4 separate regions of the Mus musculus genome follow, and all the other regions are linked to region 4. A link is a contact called in public Hi-C data. All regions are on one chromosome and are shown on one strand. Each heading gives the region's core, a stretch centred on a gene start, on an enhancer-like site or on the middle of the called end of the contact. The rest is flanking DNA. Distances are from core to core; before and after follow the strand shown.

Region 1 (5,611 bases), core at 1,112-3,611, 520 kb before region 4:
ATTTCTGTTTGTTACCATCTAGAGGAGTCATAGCTAAAATGCATTCATGTTCAAACCACATTCATATTTGATTTGCCTGTGCATCTCTGTTCTTGCTGCCAGGTATGCCACAGTCAGCAGTCCCTCAGTGTTGCATCCTGGACCACCAAAATGCCTGTCTAAACAAGTCTTCCTTGCTATCCATCTTCTGCTAAAATGTCAGTGTTTTAGTCCTCAGAATGCAAGTCTGGTTGTGGAGTGACCTTACAAGTAGTAATCATTTCTCATAGGCCATGGGAGAAGGTCCTGGCCCAGAAGTAGGCTGATGTAATCTAGCTGGAGGTCAGTCTTGTCCCTCCTGGCAGTCCTTGCTGTTGTCGTCCTGGCACTAGGATCCCCATCATGCTTTGTTCTTCATGGTTTTCATGTCCTTTTGGCTGTGCCTTGACTCCAAGGCACCTGTGCTACCTGGCTAATGCTGGACTCTCTTCATTTCTCTTGGCTTCAGCTCAGTGCAGCATTCTCCCCTAGAGAGCTTTCACTGGTCATCTCATTACTAACCACATTTGACGGACACTTTCTCCAGTGTATCCATTGACCTTTGATGACACTGATAAGCTTAAGTTTTTGCTTTCTTTTGTTTCCTCTGGCTAGATTGCAAACTCCACATGATTATGTATTTAACTTGTTTCTCTCCACTTTGTGTGCACAACACATAACATGGCACTTACGAAGTGCTTGATAAATGGTCTGAGAATTCTTGACGTTCAAATATGTAAAAGTAAACCCCAGACATATGAATGCAGTTTGGCTATGGAGGGGAAGTTGGCTCCTACACTTGAAGATAATGTGTGGGGATCAGTGGTGGTATGGCAGTGACCCTCACAGGTTTCAGTGCTAGGCAAGGATGGGACAAACAGTCCCAGCTACTGGACTTAGAGGCTCTTGGCTACTCTTGTTCCAGATAATCCTTTGAGTGGCTGTTTCTAGCCTATGAGTGAAAGTAGCTTATAAACCAAGGAAAGGCTATGGCCAGAGGGTGCCTTACTCCTCAGTCATCTGACTTTGCCTCAAGATCATCTTGTTTGCCATGTTGCAGTCTCTTGGGATCACAAAAATAATCTAGCCTTTCCCTTCCCTTCTCCTATCATCTCTCTTCTCAAGGATCAGATATGCATCAAGGTATCAGACCTCTCCAACATTTTTCCTTCCCTCTGTGTCTTCCTTCATAACCTTTCCATATGAACTTCATGACTTTGACTTGGGGAACCCAAGTTACTATGAGGGCTATTACAAATATGTTTCACCCAACTGTCGAGCTTATGTATCCTGAGCATTTCTAAAGACAGGGAAATGGCTTTTGCCTGATTCTGTGAACCCAATGTGGCCCCTACCAGCCAGATTTTATCTATGTTATCTGGCTTTGCACATTTTCACCCAACAAGCATGGTCATGCTTTGAGTCTCTGAATTTCAGAATCAACTTGGACCATGTGACCATCAGTCCTCAACTATATGAGCATTTCTGTTTTACGAGTGCATAGATCCTTTGGGAAAGAACTTGGAGATCATTATGTCTCCATAATAGTGCAGCTAATTTATCACTCGGTGGGGTTGGGGCTGAAATTGGCCCAGAATGGAGAGCTGAGCAGGGTCTTGTGTGTTAGTGTGCTCACACTCTGCACCTGCTCCTCCCTTCTTGCTGCTTCCCTGAATATTAAGTAGCATCCTGTTGTGGCTCATCAATTTTATCCCTGGGCCCAATATAATCCCATAACTATCTTCATGATCTCCTGTGAGACTGGGTTCCTTGGCTGGCCCTCTGGCCTCTGAAGTCTTAATGAATTGTGGCAATTAAGCAGGGCCACCTGGCCTCTGTTGTCTGCTTTCCACCATCCAGCAGAAACTGTCCAGCTCAGGCCTGTCATGAAGCCTTCTGCCCTTGGCTTTGACCTGCAGAGGAAAGCACTCTGAACTTCTTGGTGATGTGAATCCAGTGCTTTCCTCTGACCTTACTAACCTGTCCCCAGAGCCTCCTCTGAGTCTCCTGGCTATCCCTAATGATAATGTATGTAAATTAGCAGGTCTACTTTCTAAAGTTTTTGTTTTTTGTTTTTTGTTTTTTTGTTTTTTTTAATTTCTTCATTCAGCAACTTTTAGAATCAAGTCAGATATCTCCAGTGCACAGAGAGCAATGTGCTGAGGACCAAGTCATGTGCTCCCAGTGTAGAGAGAGCAAGCCCCTCTTTCAGGTGCTTCTAAACAGTACCTCACAGATAGATGGTTCATTTCCTTCTTGTCCTGAGCAGGTGGCCCAAACCAAAGTATTTGCATTAGCAGACTCTCTAGAGGAGCCATGGCTCCCTGACAGCCTGTGCTGCTTCCCTGTTATGTAAGCCTTGTGTCATCCCTCTCCCTGCCAGACGGTCTCCACAAGCTCCTCGGTTTACCTCATGGGTGTTTCCACCAATAATCTTTTATATCTAATTCCATCTTGGCATCTTTCCCTTGCTTTGGGGACTTAGATTAAATTGTACAGACTTCTGCTATCTCACTGAATATGTTCAATGATTTCTTTTGTATTTATATTTTGTAAGCCTGTCTTTTAAAAAAGCTTTATAAATTTTATTATATATATATTTAAAAAACCCTTTGCAATTCCTAGTGGACTGCTGGCACCAGGGACACCCAACTCTGTCTGTATTCCTGGAGGCCTGCCAGCACCAGGAACAACCAGGCCTGCCAATATCTGGAATGACCAGGGATGACTTCACACCAGGTCCCGTACTCTCCAGATCCCCGTAGGCACACCCAGCAGAGGTAAACTGTGCCCTGTCCCCTGAACTCCATTTGCAACACACAATGCTGTCTGCATTCCTGGAGACCTGCCAGCATCAGGAACTTCCAGGTAAAATACCTGCCCTCCAAATGCCCTACTTGCCTAGTAACCCTAAAGCATACCCAACAACCATAGACTGCACCCACTCCCCTGCACTCCACTTTCTGGCCCACATCTATGCCTGTATCCTTGGTGGCCAGCCAGCACCAGGACACCAGATAGCTAAAGGCCAGAATAAGAACACAATCAATAAGATCCAGGGCACTACCAGAGCCAACTCTCTTACTACTGCAAGCCCTGGATATTCTAACACAGTCAATGCACAAGAAAATGACTTTAAATTCAATCTTACAAAGGTGATGGAGTCCTTTAAGGTAGAAATGAATAAATTTCTTAAAGAAATACAGGAAAACACAACCAAACTGGTAAAGGAAATGAATCAAACTATTCAAGACCTGAAAACAGAAACAGAGCATTTGAGAAAATACAAAATAAGGGAATCCTGGAGATGCAAAACCTAGGTAAGAGAGCAGGAACTCTAGACCCAGATGTCATCAGTTAAAGGAAGAAAGACTCTCGGGCATAGAAAATACTATAGAAGAAATTGATACATATGTCAAAGAAAATGTTAAATCTAAAAAGTTTTTGACAAAAATGATCCAGGAAATCTTGGCTACTATGAGAAGATCAAACATAAGAATAATAGTAATTGAATAAGAAGAAGAAGAGGAAAAGGAAGAAGAGGATGAAGAGGAGGAGGAAGAGGAGGAGGAGGAGGAAGAAGGAGAGGAAGAAGGAGAGGAAGAAGGAGAGGAAGAAGAAGAAGGAGAAGGAGAAGGAGAAGGAGAAGGAGAAGGAGAAGGAGAAGGAGAAGGAGAAGGAGAAGGAGAAGGAGAAGGAGAAGGAGAAGGAGAAGGAGAAGGAGAAGAAGAAGAAGAAGAAGAAGAAGAAGAAGAAGAAGAAGAAGAAGAAGAAGAAGAAGAAGAAGAAGGATCCCACTCTAAGGCCCAGAAAATAGTTTTAAAAAAATCATAGAAGAAATTTTTCCCAACCTAAAGAAAGAGATGCCTATAAACATAGAAGAAGCTTACAGAATATCAAAGAGATTAGACAATAAAAGAAAAATTTTCTGTCACATAATAATCAAAACACTAAATCTACAAAACAAAGAAAGAATATTAAATGCTTTAAGGGAAAAAGGTCAAGTAACATACAAAGGCAGACCTATCAGAATTATACCTGACTTCTCAGCAGGGACTCTAAAAGCCAGAAGGACCTAGGCAGACTCTTGCAGTCTCTAGGAGACCACAGATGCTGGCCAGCCCAGGATACTATACACACCAAAACTTTCAATCAGCATAGATGGAAAAAAAAACCCAAGATATTCCAAGATAAAACAAAATTTCAACAATATCTATGTAGCATGAAATATTAAAAAGCAATCCATGGTATCCCAGCAAGGCACTGGGCTGGCTAGCCCGGCACTGGCAGGCATGGATGGCCTGTTCTCATCTCATAGAGACTCTCTGACCCAGAGCTCTGAAATCTCTCCACCCAGCTTGCTAAGTTCTCACTGGCAGGTTGCTACCACACCAGCCCCATGCATCCAAATTTTCATGGCCTTTTGGGGTACACTTCTTGCAAACCCAGGTTTTGCCACCATACCTTTCTCTCTAGAACCCAGTTGAGTCATTGTGTGAAGGAAAACCACAAAAACTTAGTTTAGAATTAACAGGTAACTCAAATATTGGGCTCAGCAACTAGCATTCTAATTTATAAGCCAGTCTAAGTTCAACTCCTCTGGTGGTGAATCCTGGGGGTTCTGCCATCTAAACTGGGGACCTCTTGTTAGCCACATATTGTCCTCTAAGCTCTCCATGTCCCAAAACAAGTATCACGCTCCTGCCTCCCCTCTTCCTTTCACCGACCTGAAAGTCCTGCCTGCCTACTCCAGTGATTGGTCCCCTAAAATCTTTATTCATAAGGAGAAGGTTCTGCCACATATATATCTATAAATCCATCCCTACAGAAGATACTAGAAGGAAAACTCCAGCCCACAGAGGTTAACTATACCCAAGAAAACACAGAAAATAAATAATACCACACCAGCCAAACTGAAAGAAGGGAAACACACACACACACACACACACACACACACACACACACACACACACTGCTATTATAAACATCAAAATGACAGGACTTAACAGTCATTGGTCATTAATATCTTTCAACATCAATGAACTCACTTCCCTCAAAAAGGCACAGTCTAACAAAATGGATGTGAAAAGGGAACCCATCCTTCTGTTGCTTACAAGGCATACAAGAAAAAATACCTCAGCAGCAAAGATAGACATTACTTCAGAGTAAAGGGCTGGAGAAAAGTTTTCCAAGCAAATAGACCCAAGAAGTAAGCTGGAGTAACCTAACCATTATAATAACTAATAAAATAGACTTTCAACCAAAAATAATGAAAAATGAAGAGGAAGAACACTTTATACTCCTTTGGGGTGAAAGGAAAAATTCACCAAAATGATATCTTAATTCTGAATATCTATGCCCCAAATTCAAGGACACCCACATTCATAAAAGAAACAATACTAATGTTTAAAACACACATTGAACCCCAAACAGTAGTAATGAGAAACTTCAACATCCCATTTTCACCAATGGACAGGTCATCGAGACAAAAACTGAATTGAGAAATAATAACAGAGGACCTAAAATAGCTACAGAACACTTGACCCTAACACAAAAGAATATACCTTCTTCTCAGTACCTTTCACAAAATTGA
Region 2 (6,223 bases), core at 1,038-3,537, 720 kb before region 4:
TTCACTTGTTCATCCATTGAGAACTGACTGGGTACTTACTCTGTTCCTGACCAAGGGTCCTTGTCTCTTGTGGGCCTTCTTTGCAGCTGGAGAAATGCACTTCACTGATATGCCAGGCAACTGGAGGAGCACGTTTTGCCTGGAAGCCTCAAGCCTCTGGGCTGTGGGCCAGAGGTTCTTTCCTAACTGAGCCTGGTCACAAGGGTCAGGAGAATCAGATGCTGCAAACAGTTCCTTGCTGTGGATTGCGGATCACACTTCGTGGGAGGCACCAGAGGTTCTTGGTAAGAGAGTGAACTTGAGGCACTCATCTTGTAGTGAAAGCTGAATGCTGCTGTCTCCCCCCACCCCCTTTTTCCATTAATGTATTTACTTATTCACTTTACACCCCAATATCAGCCCCCTTCTCCTTCCAGGCCTCTCTTACAACTCCTCCTCCATCCCTTCTCTTCTCCTCTGAGAATGTGGTACACCCCCCCCCCCAAGCATCCTTCTTACACCCCTCCCCCCAGAACATCAAGTCATTGCAGGACCAGGCACAGACCACATCCTCTCTCATTGAGGCCAGACAAGGCCAACCAATGATTGGCCCAAACTGAGATCCATCTCACGGGCAAGAACCAATCCCTGACACTGTTAATGCTACTCCTCTCTTCGTGGCCTTTCCTCTTCTGAAGAGACCTGAACTCAGCCTCTCTAATTGCACAAGTGCTTGCTCTATGCTGGCTTTTGCCCCCCAGAAAAGCAGGGAAGCAGAGATAACACAGTCAAATGTGTGAGATGATAAGTTCTGTGTGGTATAAGTGGAAAAAATGCAGAACCAGAGAGACAGAGATGGGGTGATTGGACACGGACATAATTTTGTTGTTTAAAGTTTAGACATAGCTTTTAAAAATTTTAAAATTAGATTAGCAAACAAAGTAAATCTCATCTCGGTGACTCTGTACATGTGTGTCCTGCTTTATTTTCCTTTGCCTCCCCTCCACACTGCCCTTTGTCCCCTGCCCCATTCCAGGTGGCTCCCTTCTGTTTCTCGCCCTCTGTTTATTAGCTACCTTAAGATCTTAGCCATCCCTTCTCATGGACGCCTTTCTAGTTTCAACACCAGTGTTCTTAAACAGAAGAAACCTCCGAGACTCCAAAATTCCAAGTGCCCCTTCCATCACAGTGAGGACATCTGGGAAAGAGAAAGTGGCCTTCACCAAGCATGGCGTCGTTTAGTGCCTGGCATTCATTTGGACTCAGCAGCCCCAGAATGGAGAGAGCTGTTTACTGTTCATAAGCCAGCCATTTTAGGGTGCTTTAGTATTTTGTCACAGAAACCTAAATGATCCAAGATAATAAAGTGCCCTCTGCTTAAGATTTAAATGTCTTGTATTGTGTGCGTGAGTGCTTTGCCTGCATGTATGCACAACACGTGAGCCTGGTACCTGGGGAGGGTCAGAAGAGGGTGTCAGTTCTTATACCTGGAGTTATATGTCATTGTGAACCACAATTGCGGTACTGAGCTGTCAACTTGGTCCTCTGAAAGAGCAGCCAGTGCTTGTAACAACTGAGCCATTTGTTCAGTCCCACTATTCAATATTGAAACCAGGCAGCCTATGCCATTACAATTTGTGATATTATCTTATTTGTTCTGTGCATTTGACCGGCACACTTCTGTCCCCTTGTTTCCCTTCAGTGGAAAGGCTGGCTCTCTAGACCAAATCATTAGTAGCATAAAACAAAAGTGATGTTGTAGGAAATTACTTGGGTGGCAGGTAGAAGGCCAAATGAACAATGGGACTGTCAGTCCCAAGAGTGGCAGATTTATGTTGTCTCTCTTCTAGGCTGAAGCGATGTGAGGACAGTGACCCCCCCCCCCAACCCTTTACTTCTGTATCTGGTACCATGTCTAGCTCCCCTGTAGGTACTTAACACCTATTTGTTGTTATCATTGCAACTGACAAACATCGGAATCCCTCTTGCCCACCCCGCACATGGAAAGGCAATCGCTGCTTGGGCTGGGATCAATTCAGACCACAGCCCTGCTGCTGAGACAAGAACTTTACCTTATCTTGAAGCCTTACAGCCACCAGGAGCTGCAGGCCAATGTAATTTGCTAGTGCTTTTTAAGTCAGTAGCAGTTTTTCAGCAAACATATCAAACCCTTAATGGGGTTTTTGAAAGTAAATCTCCTGTTTGAAGTGAGAAGGAAAAGAAATAAGCAGTTATTATTCCATTTCTGTCCTTTACCTTTTAATCTGGGGGCTGGGAGGGAAGGTGAGTGAAACCGGGGTGAGTAGAGTGATTCCTCAAAGCCAGCAGGCGTCACGGTGGAGAGTCAACCTCCTGCAGCCACTGGCGTGCTGGGAGCCACGTGGATGAAATATTAAGTACAAGGCAGCAGTAATGTGGTTGCTGCAGATGTAATCAGATGAGTAGTTAAAGGCCTGGCATTCTTTAGGGAAACAAATGATTGATCAACCCTGCAAAATAAATAACCTGGCTCTTTGGCTCTACAGAGCAACTTTAAATATTCCATCTACCCCTATGTTTGTGAAGGGCTGTCCTCATCTGACTTTTGGTTGCTTGTGAATTTTGGAAGAATTTCTCAAACATGACTTTTTAGGCATTTTTTGATCCAGGCTATGGATACAGAGAGTGCCATTTAAAATTCTTGTTCTGTCTCTTGCTTGGCACGAGGCTCCTTGGAGTCAGTGATAACATACAGCCATTGGGGAGGCTGTGCGTTCTTTGGAGGACAGTGCTGGGATGGGGGCTATCTGGGCCAATGGCACACAAAGACACTCATCATAGTGTGTATTTGCAGTTTGGAAGCAGTGTGTCGAACATAAAACAGGATATGGTTTGGAAAGTGGCTGGCTCCTCATGGTTACCAAAAAGCCTAGAAAGCCTAGAAAGGCTGGGGTGCAGTGCTCTCTGGGGCAGCCCATGTGGTGAGTTGTCAAAATATTAAAAATCCTTGCTGGGAGCTTCTTCCCTATCTTAGATGATTTATGTTCCCAGATGAAAGACACATACACATATGGCCTTTATATTCTTTATATATATATATATATATATATATATATATATATATATATATATATATATATATATATTATGTATTTTCCTCAATTACATTTCCAATGCTATCCCAAACATCCCCCATACCTTCCCCTCCACTTCCCTACCCACCCATTCCTTTTTTTTTTTTTTTGGCCCTGGTGTTCCCCTGTACTGGGGCATATAAAGTTTGTGTGTCCAATGGGCCTCTCTTTCCAGTGATGGCCGACTAGGCCATCTTTTGATACATATGCAGCTAGAGACACAAGCTCCGGGGTACTGGTTAGTTCATAATGTTGTTCCACCTATAGGGTTGCAGATCCCTTTAGCTCCTTGGGTACTTTCTCTAGCTTCTCCATTGGGAGCCCTGTGATCCATCCAATAGCTGACTGTGAGCATCCATTTCTGTGTTTGCTAGGACCCGGCATAGTCTCACATGAGACAGCTATATCTGGGTCCTTTCAGCAAAATCTTGCTAGTGTATGCAATGGTGTCAGTGTTTGGAAGCTGATTATGGGGTGGATCCCTGGATATGGCAGTCTCTACATAGTCCATCCTCCAAACTTTGTCTCTGTAACTCCTTCCATGGGTGTTTTGTTCCCAATTCTAAGAAGGGGTACAGTGTCCACACTTTGGTCTTCATTCTTCTTGAGTTTCATGCGTTTAGCAAATTGTATCTTATATCTTGGGTATCCTAAGTTTTGGGCTAATATCCACTTACCAGTGAGTACATATTGTGTGAGTTCTTTGTGATTGTGTAACCTCACTCAGGATGATGCCCTCCAGGTCCATCCATTTGGCTAGGAATTTCATAAATTCATTCTTTTTAATAGCTGAGTAGTACTCCATTGTGTAAATGTACTACATTTTCTGTATCCATTCCTCTGTTGAGGGTCATCTGGGTTCTTTCCAGCTTCTGGCTATTATAAATAAGGCTGCTATGAACATAGTGGAGCATGTGTCCTTCTTACCGGTTGGGACATTTTCTGGATATATGCCCAGGAGAGGTATTGCTGGATCCTCCGTTAGTACTATGTCTAATTTTCTAAGGAACTGCCAGACTGATTTCCAGAGTGGTTGTACAAACTTGCAATCCCCCCAACAATGGAGGAGTGTTCCTCTTTCTCCACATCCTCGGCAGCATCTGCTGTCACCTGAATTTTTGATCTTAGCAATTCTGACTGGTGTGAGGTGGAATCTCAGGGTTGTTTTGATTTGCATTTCCCTGATGATTAAGGATGTTGAATATTTTTTCAGGTGCTTCTCTGCCATTCTTAATATGTCTTAGGCAACACAATAACTGGGAAGTTGCCCACTCTCCATGCTGTTAGAATCTACTTTCCTGTCAATAACCCTAAGTTGTCACTAACTATTTACCATGTTCCATCTGGGATGCTCTTAACTCCAATTGGGCAGCGCTCGGAGCCACAATTTCTTGGCCCTTAGCCCATGGCAGGTCTCCTTCTCCCTCCTGTATGTTCTTCTTCCATGGCAGCTTCCTTACTCCTCCTTCTGTCCTTATGGTCCTCTCTCCCCAAACCCTTGAAACCTCAATTCCACCTACGTCTCTTCTGCCCAGCTATTAGCTATTGGCATCTTTATTTACCAATCACCATTAACTGGGACCAGGGTTACTCAGTGTCTTACTTGTGGACTCCCTCTCTAGGCTAACCAGTCCTAGGGGCCCCAAGTTAGTATTAAAGTACAAGCAACATTAGGCCAACCCACTACAGTGATCACTTTCCACGAAGGAGGTGATGGCTGGATTACAGGTATGATGTGATGATGTTTCTCAAGGGCAACTGGTGTTCGATGAATCCTACCTTTGAAGGTGGTCAGTTGCTTCTGGGTACTAGAGATGGGTAAATGGTGGCTGGGTCTTCACAAGCCTTATTTGTCATACATGTTGGCTCACAGCAGGGAGAAGCTGCTTTGAGGAGAAATCTCTATGACCGATTTTGCCAAGTATTCACCTTTAGTCCCTGGTGGTGCAGGTGATGACAACATAGCAGCATACAGACATGATCCTTTTTTTAGTTGGGGAGCATCTAGTTTTTTGTGTGTTTGTTTTCCTCTTTGGAAACAGCACTGAGTTTGACTGAAGGCTACTGACCAGGATCTCTAGGAATGGGTTGATTTGGACTCACTGAAATGACAAGATGCAAAGATTATGAAGTGCTTTTATGTTGCACTGTATAAGTCATGCAAATAATGGCATCCAATAATGAGTTGTTTCATTCACTAAAGTCAATGCACACTTCTTAGGTACTTATTATACATCAAGCTTAAGCCATGGAAAACTATGAGAGATGTGGCCTTAGGCTTTCAAAGAACTAGATAGCTATTAGAACTTGGACTTTACCCATGGTCCTTAAAGGGTTGTCTGTAACCAGCACCTACTTCTGACAGTGATAGCTAGTAGAACTCTTACTAAGAGAGAGCCCAGTTCTTCTGGGGTTATCCAGAAGAACCAGTGGGAAAAAGAACCAATGCATGCATCATCATTAGGAATTTAAAGCTAGTTATGACTCTGAGGGCCTAGAAAGAACAGCAGGTTTCTGGGGGAGAATCCAGACTATTGCCTTCATACTGGTGCGTTTGTAACCAGGCTTAGCGAGTCCAAGGCAGCTTGTGCTGAAGAGAGCAGATGGAGAGGTGGATCCTTCTTTTTGGGTCTTGCTCATCCCTGGAAATGCAACAGATGGTACCTTACAGCCAGATGAGGCCAACCTGGGGCTCACAAAGGGCTTACCCACTTGGCTGTGTGTTCACCGTTTCCCAGTGTCCAGGACAAGGGTAGAATAGAATGGATGTGTGTGTGAGTGTGTGTGTGTGTGTGTGTGTGTGTGTGTGTTTGTGTATAGTGGGAAATATGGTCTTCTTGGGGATGCTCATGTTAGCAGGAGAGAGAATGTGTGAGGGTCAAAGAGCTGGGGAGGTTGTAGAAAGGCTCTGATGGCTCTCTTTCCTGGAATGACAGCTGGTAGGCAGCTGGAGAGATATTGTGTGTGTGTGTGTTAACAGCCACAGTGACTGGGTGTTTATTGAATTGCTGTGGATTTTCTAAAAGCAAAGCAAGCATACCAAATTGCTGCAAATTACCAAGGGCTTTCCTAATGTCTGATAAAAATACTGTGAACGTTTAAGGACACAGGCTTTGCAAATGGTTCTGCAT
Region 3 (6,069 bases), core at 1,717-4,216, 600 kb before region 4:
TCTGTGCTTATGGTGACAGCATTTAGACCTGTATTCATCATCTAACCTCTTGAGTTCATGATCTTTGAACAAAGTGAAGCTGAGCTTATTTTTCCTCACTGGAGTTTTCCTCTCTGTGTATGTCTCTCTCTTCCTGCTTCTCTGGCACGTCTTCATTCCAGTCTCTGTATTTTTTATCATGTCTTTAATCTGTTTTTTTTTTTTTTCATTTTCTTTTGGGTTGAAGGAGGGAGTCAAAAATCTGTCTGCAGTTGATGTGTTTTGAAAACAGGTAACAGAGGAGATTAAACAACCCTAAACAATTTGGCTGTGATAATTAATTAGGAGAAATGTAAGCCCCAGGCAGGCTAAACTTGGATAGATTCCAGAAGCCCAGGTCTTTCTTTGTCCATTTACAGTGTGATCCAGATCACATATGAATGCCTGGGAGGAAGAGCCTGCTAACAGAGCAGCTTAGTTCCAAGAAGAAGAGGCAATCTACTTTTCAAACCTGTATCTTTTACCCCAGAAAATATGAAGAACAGTTAAAGTTACTGCTATGGTTTGAACAAGGGTCTCCCAATGGGCTGTGTGTTAAGGAGTTGGTTTCTGATTTAGGGAGAAGGTAAAACCACTGAGAGGTTGATTCCAGTGGGAGAGCTGACCACATGGAATGTACTTTTAAAGGAAATATTGAGACAGCATCCTCCCCTCTTCTTCCTTTTAAAATATTTGGATGCCATGAGGAGCTTAGCTTGACCCAGTCACACATTCTCCACCATGATGTGCTTGCTTAACCCAGACTTAAAAACCCTGAGTATACTTGGACCTTGAAGTGGTTTGAATAAGAATGGCCCCCATAGGCTCATCTATTCAAATTCTTACTAATCAGGGAGTGGCACTACTTGAAAAGGATTAGGAGGTGTGGCCTTGTTGGAGGATATGTGTGTATGTGTGTGTGTGTGTGTGTGTGTGTGTGTGTGTACTTTGAGGTTTCAAAAGCCCAATCGAGACCCAGTGTCTGTCTCTTCCTGCTACCTAAGGATCTAGATGTAGGTACTGTATGCCTGTGTGCTGCCATGCTGACTGCCACGATGATAATGGACTAAACCTCCAAAATTGTAAGCAAACCCCAATTAAATACTTTTTTAAAAATAAGCATTGCTGTGGTCATAGTGTCTCTTCACAGCTATAGAACACTAAGTGGTGACAAACCTAGATTGAGCCCTCTCAAACTGTAAGCTCAGATAAACCTTTTTCTCTCAGGTATTTTCCATGGCAATTGGGGTGCTAACATGGATACCATAAGTATTAATTATTACTGCTCCTAGTACTGTTTTGAAGCAGTAATGGTGTATAGGATCTTGGATTTTATATTTCTTGTCACTTGCTCCTTTCAACTGCTTTTGAATGTGGATGCAATCATCTCCCTTTTGTTGCTGAGAACCCGAGAAACTTCATCAGTCTGGGCCTCCAGACAAAGCTAGCAAATGTATGGACAGAATCTGAACTCCCGTGGCTCCAAAGAGATTCATGTAAGACTGCTGACAGCAAATAGAACACGGCCCTAACTGAGTGCACGACAGTTTTCTGAGCCCTTGGCCTGTATGCAACGCAGCTGCTTTCTACAACAATGTTATAAGAGATACATGTTTATTGGTACCTACTTTCCAGCTGAAGAGACTGAGGCACAAGGCCTTGCAAACATATGACACCATGAAGCACAACTGTGAAGGGAGGCACTAGGCTCTAAATCAGCCCTTGCATCCTTCCAGGACACTGCCCTGTACAGTCTCCTTCCAATACTTTATGTCCACTCAACACACATGTATGAAGCTGTTATATGATGCCACTGCTATAAACACACTTCTGGATATGGAAACAACTGGAAATGCCAGGTCCACACTAGTGTGCATGCTGTGGGGGGGTGAGGGGCAAGGGAGTAGTGCCCTTAATGGGTTGTCCATCACCCCCCCCCCTTTTCCTAGGACATCTTCTGAATTTGATTCTAAGACTTCTGTATAAAAATGAAAGCTGCTAAGTATAAAGTGGCCTTTGTTGTGTTATTATTCTGGCTGACCCCTTTGGAATCCAGGATGAGTTGCCTGAGACCATGTGCCTTTCAGAAGATGGCTCTGATCCTTGTGCTAGAGAACAGAGTCCACAGGTAAGTAGAAAGTGGCTTCGTGGGAGGAAGCCCAGGATACAAGCAGATATATCCATCCACCTACCCAATTTCTAGTCTTCTGCATATCTGTGTCAATGGTACCATGTCTGAAGTATAGACTAGATGAAAAACAATGAATATCAACAGAATGAATGGCTTTACTGGAAGGAGAAGTTAGAAATGCTTATTTAGAAGACTCTGTGATCGCCTGCCATCTTCTAATAAGGTAAGAGAGCAGAAAGGTCCAAAGTATCTAGATATTGTGCAGAATAATGGTGCTTCATCTTTGCTCCAGCTTTTATGGTATTTCCCATCACCCCTTTCCATCGAGGTAGCCTCATTTCTGCCTTTACTCACCTTGTCAAGTTTTCCTTTCTCATTCACAGTGTGTCGTTGCAATGTGAGAAACAACAGACACCTCAAACAGTGTGAAAGCATATTAATAAATCATTTTAAAGTATTAAAATTGATATCAGGTTTTTTGCAATATTTTATCATTTATAATTTATTAAGCATGTTATTTGTCACCTGGTTAAGCAAGAACACCAATATTCTGTCAGGAGACCTGACTTCTCAGTGCCTTAGCCATCACCGAGTGGAGATAATCAGGCAGAGACAGCAGGATACAGGCAGCCTGGAGGTCAGTAGGCAGACTGAACTTGTGTTTTTACAGTTTGTTTATTGCTGGTGAAGGCAGTCCAAGGCTTCTCACACAAACAGGCTAGACAAAGACATGGGAGGTGTACATAGTTTCCCCTCCTCCTGTGTCTCCCTTCTGCTGGAGCAAGAAGAAGGGTGAATCCACTGTCTAGCTTGCTATGCTTGCTGTCACTCACCAACCGTTCAGAGTTGGCTCTGGCTGGCACTATCAGAAACAGTTGAGATGTATTAGTAAGCAAAACAGACCACAATTTCTGCTCCTGTGGGGCTTATCTACTAGCAAGAGGAGATAAGTATCCCAAAATAAATGCAATAAATATGGAAGTATGCTAGTAGATTAGTAGGTGGCAAGTGTTATGTCTTTGCTTGGCCTGTTTTTTTTTTTTTTTTTTTTTAAAAACCAAAAACAAGTTGCCACAGACATTGTAATTTGTTTCACAACAGATGCTTATCATTCTAGAAGGAAGTAGAAGGCATTGGTTGACCATTGAGTCCCTGTGTCCTGGTTCACAGATGACAATCTTGATATATTCTTACATGGAAAAGGAAGATAGGGAGAGAGAGAGGGAAGGAGAGAGAGAGAGAGAGAGAGAGAGAGAGAGAGAGAGAGAGAGAGAGAGAGAGAGAGAGAGAATACTTCTGACCTAATTATCTTCAAATACTTAATATATTAGTTCTAGACCACCCTGTTCCTGTACTGCCCATCTGCAGGGATGTGGGACTATGCCAGCTCTAAGATCCTGCCCTTGTTTGCCCTTCTAGAAAGAAAGGCAAGGCATAGGTTACATGGATCAGAAGGGTCATACTTGGCAGCAGAGCTGCAGAACCACCCATCCTTTGCCAGAGAATGTCAAGTGAAGTCAGGCATAAGTGCTGGACATTTGCCATCCCAGAGAGTTGATAAAAATGCTCAGAAACCCAGATCACAAAGGATTGCAAAGCCATGGCCACTTGGCTGTTTTCCTCCTTAGCCAGGACTGACTGCATTTCCTTTGTGACTGCCTTTGGGGTCTTCCTGGCAATGTACTACCAGGGATTTTATTTCTGTGAGTTGTGGATGAATGCTGGTCTCTCAGTGAGCACTCAGCTGGTTTAGAGCAGGATTCTAGTCTGAAGCATCTAACTATTTTCTTTTAAGAGTTAGCCTATACCTCTAGTTTCTTCATTAAGCTAGAGTCATCTGAGAGGAGAGAATTCCAATTGAGAAAACACCTCCCTAAGATCGGGCTGTAAACAGGCAAGCTTGTACGTCATTTTCTTGATGAGTGATTGATAGAAGAGGCCCAGACTATTGTGGGTGGTACAATGCCACTGAGAAGCTTGGCATGTTTTTTGTAAGAAAGCTAGCTGCGTTTTGAAGCAAACCAATAAGCAGCTCTCCTCCATAGCCTCTGTTTTTAGCGTTTTCCTCTCTGCTTGGTTTGAGTTCCTGTCTTGGCTTCTCTCAGTGGACTGCAATTCAAGATATGTAAACCAAACAATTTCCTCCCAAAGTTGCTTTTGATCGTGATGTTTCATCACAGCAATACTAACCCTAACTAAGACACAGAGTATCGCAGAGTTAGGGAATTAAGACAGAATGGAAAAAACATGTGAGCCTCCTGTTTGTTGTTTAGTAATGCCACTTAAGGGAGAGCTCTGGGGACACAGAGTGATTAAGGATCGGTGGATGAGCGAAGGGAGGAGTTTAGCATGCAGAAATGTATATGGTCATAAAGTTCCTTACACTCATCATAGTTTTAGGGGTAAAAGTCTGGACTCCCTGGTAGAAGCATGTCAGTCATACAAATGATATCTACCATGTATGTTATGAATTGACTGTTGTTCACTGAGGAAGAGGCAGGAGGCAGAGTGCGGAGTACTCGATGTTTCAGAGGCAGCTCGGTGATGTCAAACATGCTTTATCTAAGAATCTTTTGGGTCGTGTGATAAGAATACCCATTCTTTTTTGTTGTTGTTTTGTTTTTTGGTTTTTTTTTGTTGTTGTTCTGTTTTGTTTTGTTTTGTTTTGTTTTTCGAGACAGAGTTTCTCTGTATAGCCCTGGCTGTCTTGGAACTCACTTTGTAGACCAGGTTGGCCTCAAACTCAGAAATCTGCCTGCCTCTGCCTCCCAAGTGCTGGGATGAAAGATGTGCGCCACCACGCTGGGCCTAAGAATACCCATTCTTAATGAGATGTGGTATGATAGTGTGTTTCTTTATTCTCAGCACTCAGGAGGCTGAGGCAAGCCTGCCTGAGGCCAGTGTGGGCTCAACACAAAACAAAGCACCAGTGAAAACCATCAGTATGTTCCACGTCTTTAGTCAATCTGTCCTTTACTAAGGAACCTGTGGATGTGTCTTGCCAACCGGCGCTGGGGATTCTTATCTATGGAGCCTGCAGTTCTTGGTACTGCAGATTACAATTAAACCTCGAGGGCTTTTGTAACTGCTCAGACTTAGCCCAGGGGCTCTGCCCTCTTCCATCTAGGTGGGGTTGTGCCCTGCAAGGTTTGATGTTCTACAGGTGTGTGCCATTCAGGCGAGGCTGCTGTGAAAACTAGGGTTTAGGTTTCTGTGTGGAAAAGCTGAGTCTGAATCTCTATCTCACACTGGACAGGAGCCTTCTGCCTGAGGAACTTCACTGCAGGAAGAAGAGTTATTGAGTCTGCTCAGCCTTGTGCATGGCTATTCTGGGAAGCTTACTCCAAGCTGGTGCTGGACACGGACCTCCCCAGCTGTAGGCTTTGTGGAGTGAGTGGACATCCTGGAGAACTTAGGGCCAGCCATTTCTATTTTCTTCCTCCCTCCCTCCCTCCCTCCTCCTCCTCCTCCTCCTCCTCCTCCTCCTCCTCCTCCTCCTCCTCCTCCTCCTCCTCTCTCTCTCTCTCTCTCTCTCTCTCTCTCTCTCTCTCTCTCTCTCTCTCTCTCTCCCTTCTTTTAAGGTCTGTCCCTGTCTGGATGAGAGATACGAAGAACATGTGGAGCTTATGTTATGCCACGGCCTAGCTGGTTCTATCTGCGGCTCTGCAGTCCCAGGTGCCCCAGGTAATGAGGAGGGCGGGACCGGGCAGGCAGCCTGCATTAGTGCCGCCCTGTCCACCCCCACATTATCCTGACTTATTACATTGTAATAAATTGAACCATTCCACTTCATTATTTCATATTTGAGGAGATTTATAGATTGTCCTGGTGGCTGAAGAGGCGGTGATTAAAGAAGCAGCGTGCTAATGAATAAGACTTTGCACAAAGCCATTTTAATTAATGCACAGCCTAGGGGCTGT
Region 4 (5,795 bases), core at 1,684-4,183:
TTGATGACTTCATAATATGACAGCATTATTGGGAACAAGGGAAGGAGGTGGCAAGGCCTGACTAGAGGACAGTATGGCCTTGGGTACCAAGTCTTGGCCTGGGGCCTCTTCCTGTGTTTGCTTTTTCTTTCTTAGTAACTATGGCTATATGAACCATTCTGCCCCACCAGTCATTGCCTCATGACAGACTGACACCTCGGAAACTAAGGGCCACAATTAAAATTCCCCCTTTCAAGTTGTTCTGTCAGATGTATCAGTCACCCATACACAAAAGTTGCTTGTCCAATAGGCACAGAGCACACAGGACTCTGTTAATTGGCCACATAGCCTGCAGTCTGTTGAGGGAGGCATCCCTGTAGACAAGAAAACAGGATGCAACATGATGAGAGAAGTAGGTAATGAGAACACAAGGCTTAACTCTTCAGAGGCCACCAGGGAGTCTCAGAAGAAAGCTCAGCAGGTTACCATGGGCCCCACATCAGAAACCCATCAGCATGAGCTTCTGTTGGTGCTGCCTTCTTCTCCCCGTAAGACATTCTGTCTACCATCAGGAATGCCAGAGGAGTCTGTCCCATCAAAGTCCCAAACCCAGTCTGGGCTGTTACAAAGAGGCTTTCAGGCTCTAGCTGCATTTAGCATCTGGGTTTCAGATCGCTTTTATTTCAAAACCACCTTCTGTTGTGAGTTGTTGTTGTTGTTGTTTTAATATATAATGGCATAACCAAAGGCTAGCCCATGTCCTATGACCCTCTCCCCCACAGCACCCTGCATCCATACTCTCCTCATTCCCAGTACCACACTAGGGTGTGGGGTACCACACAATACCAGAATGGACCAGTCCATTCTGTGCCAGACCTCCAGCCCCCAGAATACAGCCCTGCAGGCCTAAGTGAATAAGCAGAGAAAGGATGGGGCAGGCACCTGCAAGCTGTTTTAAAGGACTGGAGCAGAAAACACCAGCCTCCTGCTCTGTGGCCATATGAGCAGTTAAGTCTTTATTCTCAAGGTTCTCTCATGTTCCTCCACAGCTTAAAACAAGCAACCGCACACTCAGGTGTGCTTCTGGCTGGACGGCAGGGAAGGATTCAAAGAAAACTTTGCAAGTAGGGAACATAGGCCCATGGGTAACCTTCTAACCAACCTCTCGCTCTCAGTTAGGAGCATAGTTAAAATGTCCCACAGATGTGACAAAAGCCAACTTAGGGGGCAAATAAAAATATGTGCTAAAGGACATAGGGATAGCCATTTTGGGTGTCCACTGAGGACATAGTCACTGCCACCCAGCTTCATCCTCTGACCCCAGCCTTTCTGCTCACCATGGCTCACAGTCAGTCACATGGGGATATCTAGGAGCTTGTTGCAATGAATATTCTCCGGATCTGCCCTGGATGGACCCAAGTGAGACTGTATTTTAACAAGATTGGGCATGGAACTGGGTACACATCAGCATCAGAGGGGCAGTGCCCTGCCGTGCCTTGTGCTGATGTTGATTCAAACCGAGGTCTACTTGCCTGACCAAGTGTGTCTGTTCAGGACTGTGGGGCTACAGGCTATTGCAGGCTGCTATGGGGGAGCCCTGTTCACAGCCACTAAGGGATTCCTTTAGCTTCCCCTCTACACCCTGCTTGTGGGAACTGATAAACTATGCCTCTGTCATGGAATGATCTTCATGGTGAGTTAATTCCCTGAGACTGACTGCTGCCATCATGGCTCCAGTTCGAAGGATGTTCCTGATTAAGGAAAAATGATGAGGTCTCAACTTGTCGTTGGCTCTGACACTGCCACAGAATGGAAGGCAGAGCTGGCTGGAGGGTGCTGAGATGAAGGCGGGGGTCCTTTCTCCCAGGAGGCAGGTCACAGGAAGTCACGCTATGGTTTTCCCTGTATATATACCCCAGAACAGCAGAGTCAGGGAATAAGGAAGCCACATGTAGTGGGGATGCTGTTGTCACTCTTCACACACAGATTGTGCCCTTGCACTTGGCAGGGTCCCTTCACCCAGGCTGAGTATAGAATCAACTCTTCTGCACTCTGATATCCAGCCTTGAATGCTTCTGGGGAAAAAAAGAGGTCACCACATGTCAGGATAGCTACCCTTCTCCCTATGCCATGAACTCTAAGGAATGGTTTGGTCATTTCCTTCTATCAAGTTCAAAGACATCTCCCTGATACACACGGGTGCAAAACATACATACGATACTACGATATGCTATTGAATAAACTCACAAGCTCTCTGGCAGCAAATGTTTTCATCTGGAGAGGCAGGGGTCAGGGCAGAAATACAGGCAGATCTACATACGGAGAGCAGGGTCCAGTGAAGTGGAAGTGGGTGTGTGGAGGAAGGCAGGAGTGGGCATAAAAAGTGAGGAAAAGCAAGAGGGAGGATTACATAAGGAGACCAGTCCACTCACAATAACAGGATTGACGTGGCTCAGGACTTCTCCCCAAACCTGTCATTCATAACTCCTAACAGCTTCATACTTCATATTCCCCCAGCAGAGAAGGGGCAGCATAGAATAGATAGTGAGGAGTAGGATGTGTTTGTGGCAGGGGAGTGTCTGCCTGTACTGGGTTTAGTTCTCAAATTGGAGTGACAAGCGGCACTATTAAAAATCCATGTGCATCATGAGCCCCCTTGTGTCTTTGAAGAGCCATTGCAGCTCTGCAAGAATTACTGGGCTGAGGACTCTTCCAGGGGATTGAAGGGTGTCTCTGCTGGATGAACAAGGTACAAGGGCCCAGAAATGAGCACTGAGAGTGACCCAAATCTTTGTACAGGCAATCTATAAGGGCTTTATTTTTTTATTCCTTGTCTAGGTTCTGTTTGGCGTCTAAAGCACATTTCTTTCCCTATCAGCGATTCCACACAAGGGCTTGCTCACCCCTTCACTGTTCCCATCGCTTCTGTTTTGTTTGCTATGCATGCTGACAGCTGTGTGTAGGCCATGTGCTCTTCCTTGTGTGTGCCTGATGATAACAGTGAGCTTCTCTCTACTTCCTCTAACTTAGGTAAGTGATGCTGTGGTGGAGAGCTCACTGTTCCCGCATCTCCCATGCACACATTTCAACGCATCCCTGCTTCTCTGTGCTGAGTTCCTTCTGTCCAGTGACTCCTGTGATCTGTATCTTTGCAGCTGTTCCTCAAGGTTAGATCCTCATGTACCACCACTGGTACAGTTACCCTGCCCGCCAGCAACCTCTACCCCAGCAAATATCCCTGCAAGAGATGCTCTCTGGTATTTAGGATAGCTTGGGGCTGTAAAGTATGCCAAAGGACAAATCTAGGTCACAGGAATTAGTTGAGTTAACCTAAGGGCTAGCTCAGGCACTCACCAACCACGGCTTCCACAGTTGTTATTCCCGTTGTTTCCATGTCCCCTCTGCCACTGCCAGCCTTCCCATTTCTACCAGCCAATTATGTATAAAATGACTCAGTCTCATACTCACCTGCTCACCAACAAACTGAGACTCCCTTCCTGTATTCCACTGGCATCTGAGTTTCATTTTTAAATCCCATGTTCATTTCATTTGCCCATAATCCATCATCGTTTTTTTTTTTCTTTTTGGTTTTATTGATGTGAAGATTGTCTTTGTAGAACGAGTATTAATTCTATGGTGCTTTCAGATATTAAATTATTTTCTTCCATGCAGTCCAATACAAAAATATTTCCTATTCTGGACAGAAATCTTTCACTCTATCATACTTATTCATAGTTTCCTTTGTGCCTTTAGCTTTTGAGATCATGTATAGAAATTCAAGCGAGTCTTCCCCCTCTCCTAGCTCACAGAGTCACCCTCTGGCTTTTCTCTTTGTTGGCTTTGATAGTTTCTCCTTCCTGCACTCATATCTTTAGTCACAAGGCATCTGGCTCTCAATCAACACTGGGCTGGGATCTGGTGTTGTCCTATCTTGGTCTCTGAATGCTTTCTGCTCTCATTTAAACAAATTGCCATGCTGAGCCTGTGGGAGAAACAGTCCAGAAGCACAAAGCTTGGAACTGGTTGCAGGGATCAGCTCCATGGCTGGAGCAGGCTGATGGACCCGGAGTCTGATCTCAGAGTTTCCAGACTAGGTCGAGTCCTCTCTCCAGGGAGCCGTAAGTCTGATGGCGATTGGTTCTGACTCACCAGAACCAATGATTACCTCCCTTGCCGGATTTCTTGAAAGACAAGGTTTCACCCACCTGTTCTAGGCAGCTTGGATAATAAACAGCAAAATGAATCACACGTGTCACCATTTGCCCATTGGCAGCCATTGCTGCCCTGTCACAAAGAACTTTCCCATTGTAGCTTTAGAAATATGATACCAGAAGAACTGGTCAGAAGTGCCTATTAGCTGTGTCTCAGATTCACCTGTAGGGAGGGAAAGACCTGAGTGGAAAAAAATAATAAAATGGAGAGTGGAATTGGATGTATGTATTTACCCACTGCGCACCAGCTTAGTCCTCAGCTCTCTGTAGGTTACTTCCTTCCTCTGAGCTCCAGCATCTTCCTGAGCGATGGGAATGAATGGCTATGTGGATGGTGACATATACCCTAGGTGATTTATTTATCTATTGACCTATTTAGGCAGAGAGAGAGAAAGAGAGAGAGAGAGAGAGAGAGAGAGAGAGAGAGAGAGAGAGAGAGAGAGAGAGAGAATGAATTATGTGTGTATGTGTGTATCCACATATGTGCATGCATGCCAAAACTTGTGTGTATATATTTATATATTAGAGGAAAGATTTCCAATGTTGGTTCTTTTCCGACCAATAGTGTGCATTTGTGGATGGGGTGGAAGTCCCTGAAGATCATAAGTCAACATGGCAGGTGACTCCCTTACAGGGTAAGCTACCTCATTGGCCCTCGTTGGAGGGAGTTTTATGCAAGATCTCATCTAAGCATTGGGACATAACCCTTACCTGTCCGTATTATGACATGAGCCAGATCAAGTCCAAAATGCTGCTGGCATTTCTATGACACGTGCACACTTCTGACCAAAGTTTGAACAGTTTTACACACCATGTCTTAAGGATCTAATTGTTCCACATTGTGAATGACAGTCCAGAAGCAGGTGTGTTCTCCCTTGCAGAGATAAATGAAAAGTCTCGATGAGGTAAGGCCAAGTAGGTCTCTCTTCAGCACAGAAAGTGAAGAAATGGCTGTCCTTGCTGGGGACATTTCTCATTTCCTGAAACCCACAAGTTTAGATAGCAATGGTTTGGGACTAGAGCAGGGTAGAGGAAATTATTTGGAGTGTAAATATAGCTAGAAACAGCCAATTTATTTGCCAAACACATACCTGTTAAACTGCAAAGTATGTCCTGCAAAACGTTAAGCAAATAAAGTATAAAATAATAAATATTAGACTACCTGTCCATATCAAAAAGAATAAATGTACACAGGTTTTAGATATGTTTAGACATTCAAGGAAGAAGTTGTGGGAAAATATTTCTAAAATTCTTTCAAAGGTTGGTATCAGTGTCCAGGGGATAGGCAGAGACTCTGGATCATGCATTTGCTATTTGATACTCATCAAATTCCTTCAGAGATCTGAACTAGATTGACAACTACTGCATGGGAGGAAGAGACAGTCATCAACTCACTGGGATTTTGCTGTCCAGTGTGAGCACTGGCTTCCTTCCTGGTTCCCACATAGATATAAGCATTGCCCAGATCTTAGTGACATTGTCAGGCTCCCCAAACCCTGACCATTGACTTCAGAAGCTCTTGAATGGCAAGATACCCAGAGAACTGAGAATTGAAAGGATCCAGTTGTTCAGCTCCAGGTTAAGTGGTCAGAACTCTTCGGACAG

What was found. A called contact is a pair of places that touch in the nucleus more often than the background predicts.
Region 1: a contact with region 4 is called in a Hi-C map of the N1E-115 cell line, with 4 times the contacts expected there. The contact joins two enhancer-like sites. A contact is called at or near these places in 5 of 484 Hi-C or Micro-C datasets (the N1E-115 cell line, cortical glia, gonadal supporting cells and 2 more) and 3 of 115 datasets of contacts at active chromatin or transcription factors (astrocytes and stem cell-derived neural progenitor cells).
Region 2: a contact with region 4 is called in a Hi-C map of the N1E-115 cell line, with 2.8 times the contacts expected there. The contact joins two enhancer-like sites. A contact is called at or near these places in 10 of 484 Hi-C or Micro-C datasets (the HL-1 cell line, the N1E-115 cell line, cerebral cortex and 4 more) and 1 of 115 datasets of contacts at active chromatin or transcription factors (astrocytes).
Region 3: a contact with region 4 is called in a Hi-C map of the N1E-115 cell line, with 4 times the contacts expected there. The contact joins two enhancer-like sites. A contact is called at or near these places in 2 of 484 Hi-C or Micro-C datasets (the N1E-115 cell line and cerebellum).

The regions. Positions count from the first base shown.
Region 1 is chr9:27,722,395-27,728,005 of GRCm38.p6, forward strand. No RefSeq gene overlaps it. Among named protein-coding and RNA genes, the nearest start is that of Gm39314, 66 kb to the right of the region's middle. Within about 2 kb of position 2,362, at least 12 of the 459 cell types and tissues checked have an H3K27ac peak or open chromatin away from gene starts, as enhancers often do. A contact at or near this core is called in the N1E-115 cell line, where this site is marked.
Region 2 is chr9:27,521,209-27,527,431 of GRCm38.p6, forward strand. It overlaps Gm30791 (a long non-coding RNA gene), which reads left to right. Exons shown (of 3, transcript XR_379207.2): 2 at 87-284; 3 at 1,097-1,283. Among named protein-coding and RNA genes, the nearest start is that of Gm30791, 5.4 kb to the left of the region's middle. Within about 2 kb of position 2,288, at least 2 of the 459 cell types and tissues checked have an H3K27ac peak or open chromatin away from gene starts, as enhancers often do. A contact at or near this core is called in the N1E-115 cell line, where this site is marked.
Region 3 is chr9:27,640,450-27,646,518 of GRCm38.p6, forward strand. No RefSeq gene overlaps it. Among named protein-coding and RNA genes, the nearest start is that of Gm30791, 120 kb to the left of the region's middle. Within about 2 kb of position 2,967, at least 5 of the 459 cell types and tissues checked have an H3K27ac peak or open chromatin away from gene starts, as enhancers often do. A contact at or near this core is called in the N1E-115 cell line, where this site is marked.
Region 4 is chr9:28,245,373-28,251,167 of GRCm38.p6, forward strand. All of the region lies in intron 1 of Opcml (opioid binding protein/cell adhesion molecule-like), which reads left to right. Among named protein-coding and RNA genes, the nearest start is that of Gm39313, 150 kb to the right of the region's middle. Within about 2 kb of position 2,934, at least 43 of the 459 cell types and tissues checked have an H3K27ac peak or open chromatin away from gene starts, as enhancers often do. A contact at or near this core is called in the N1E-115 cell line, where this site is marked.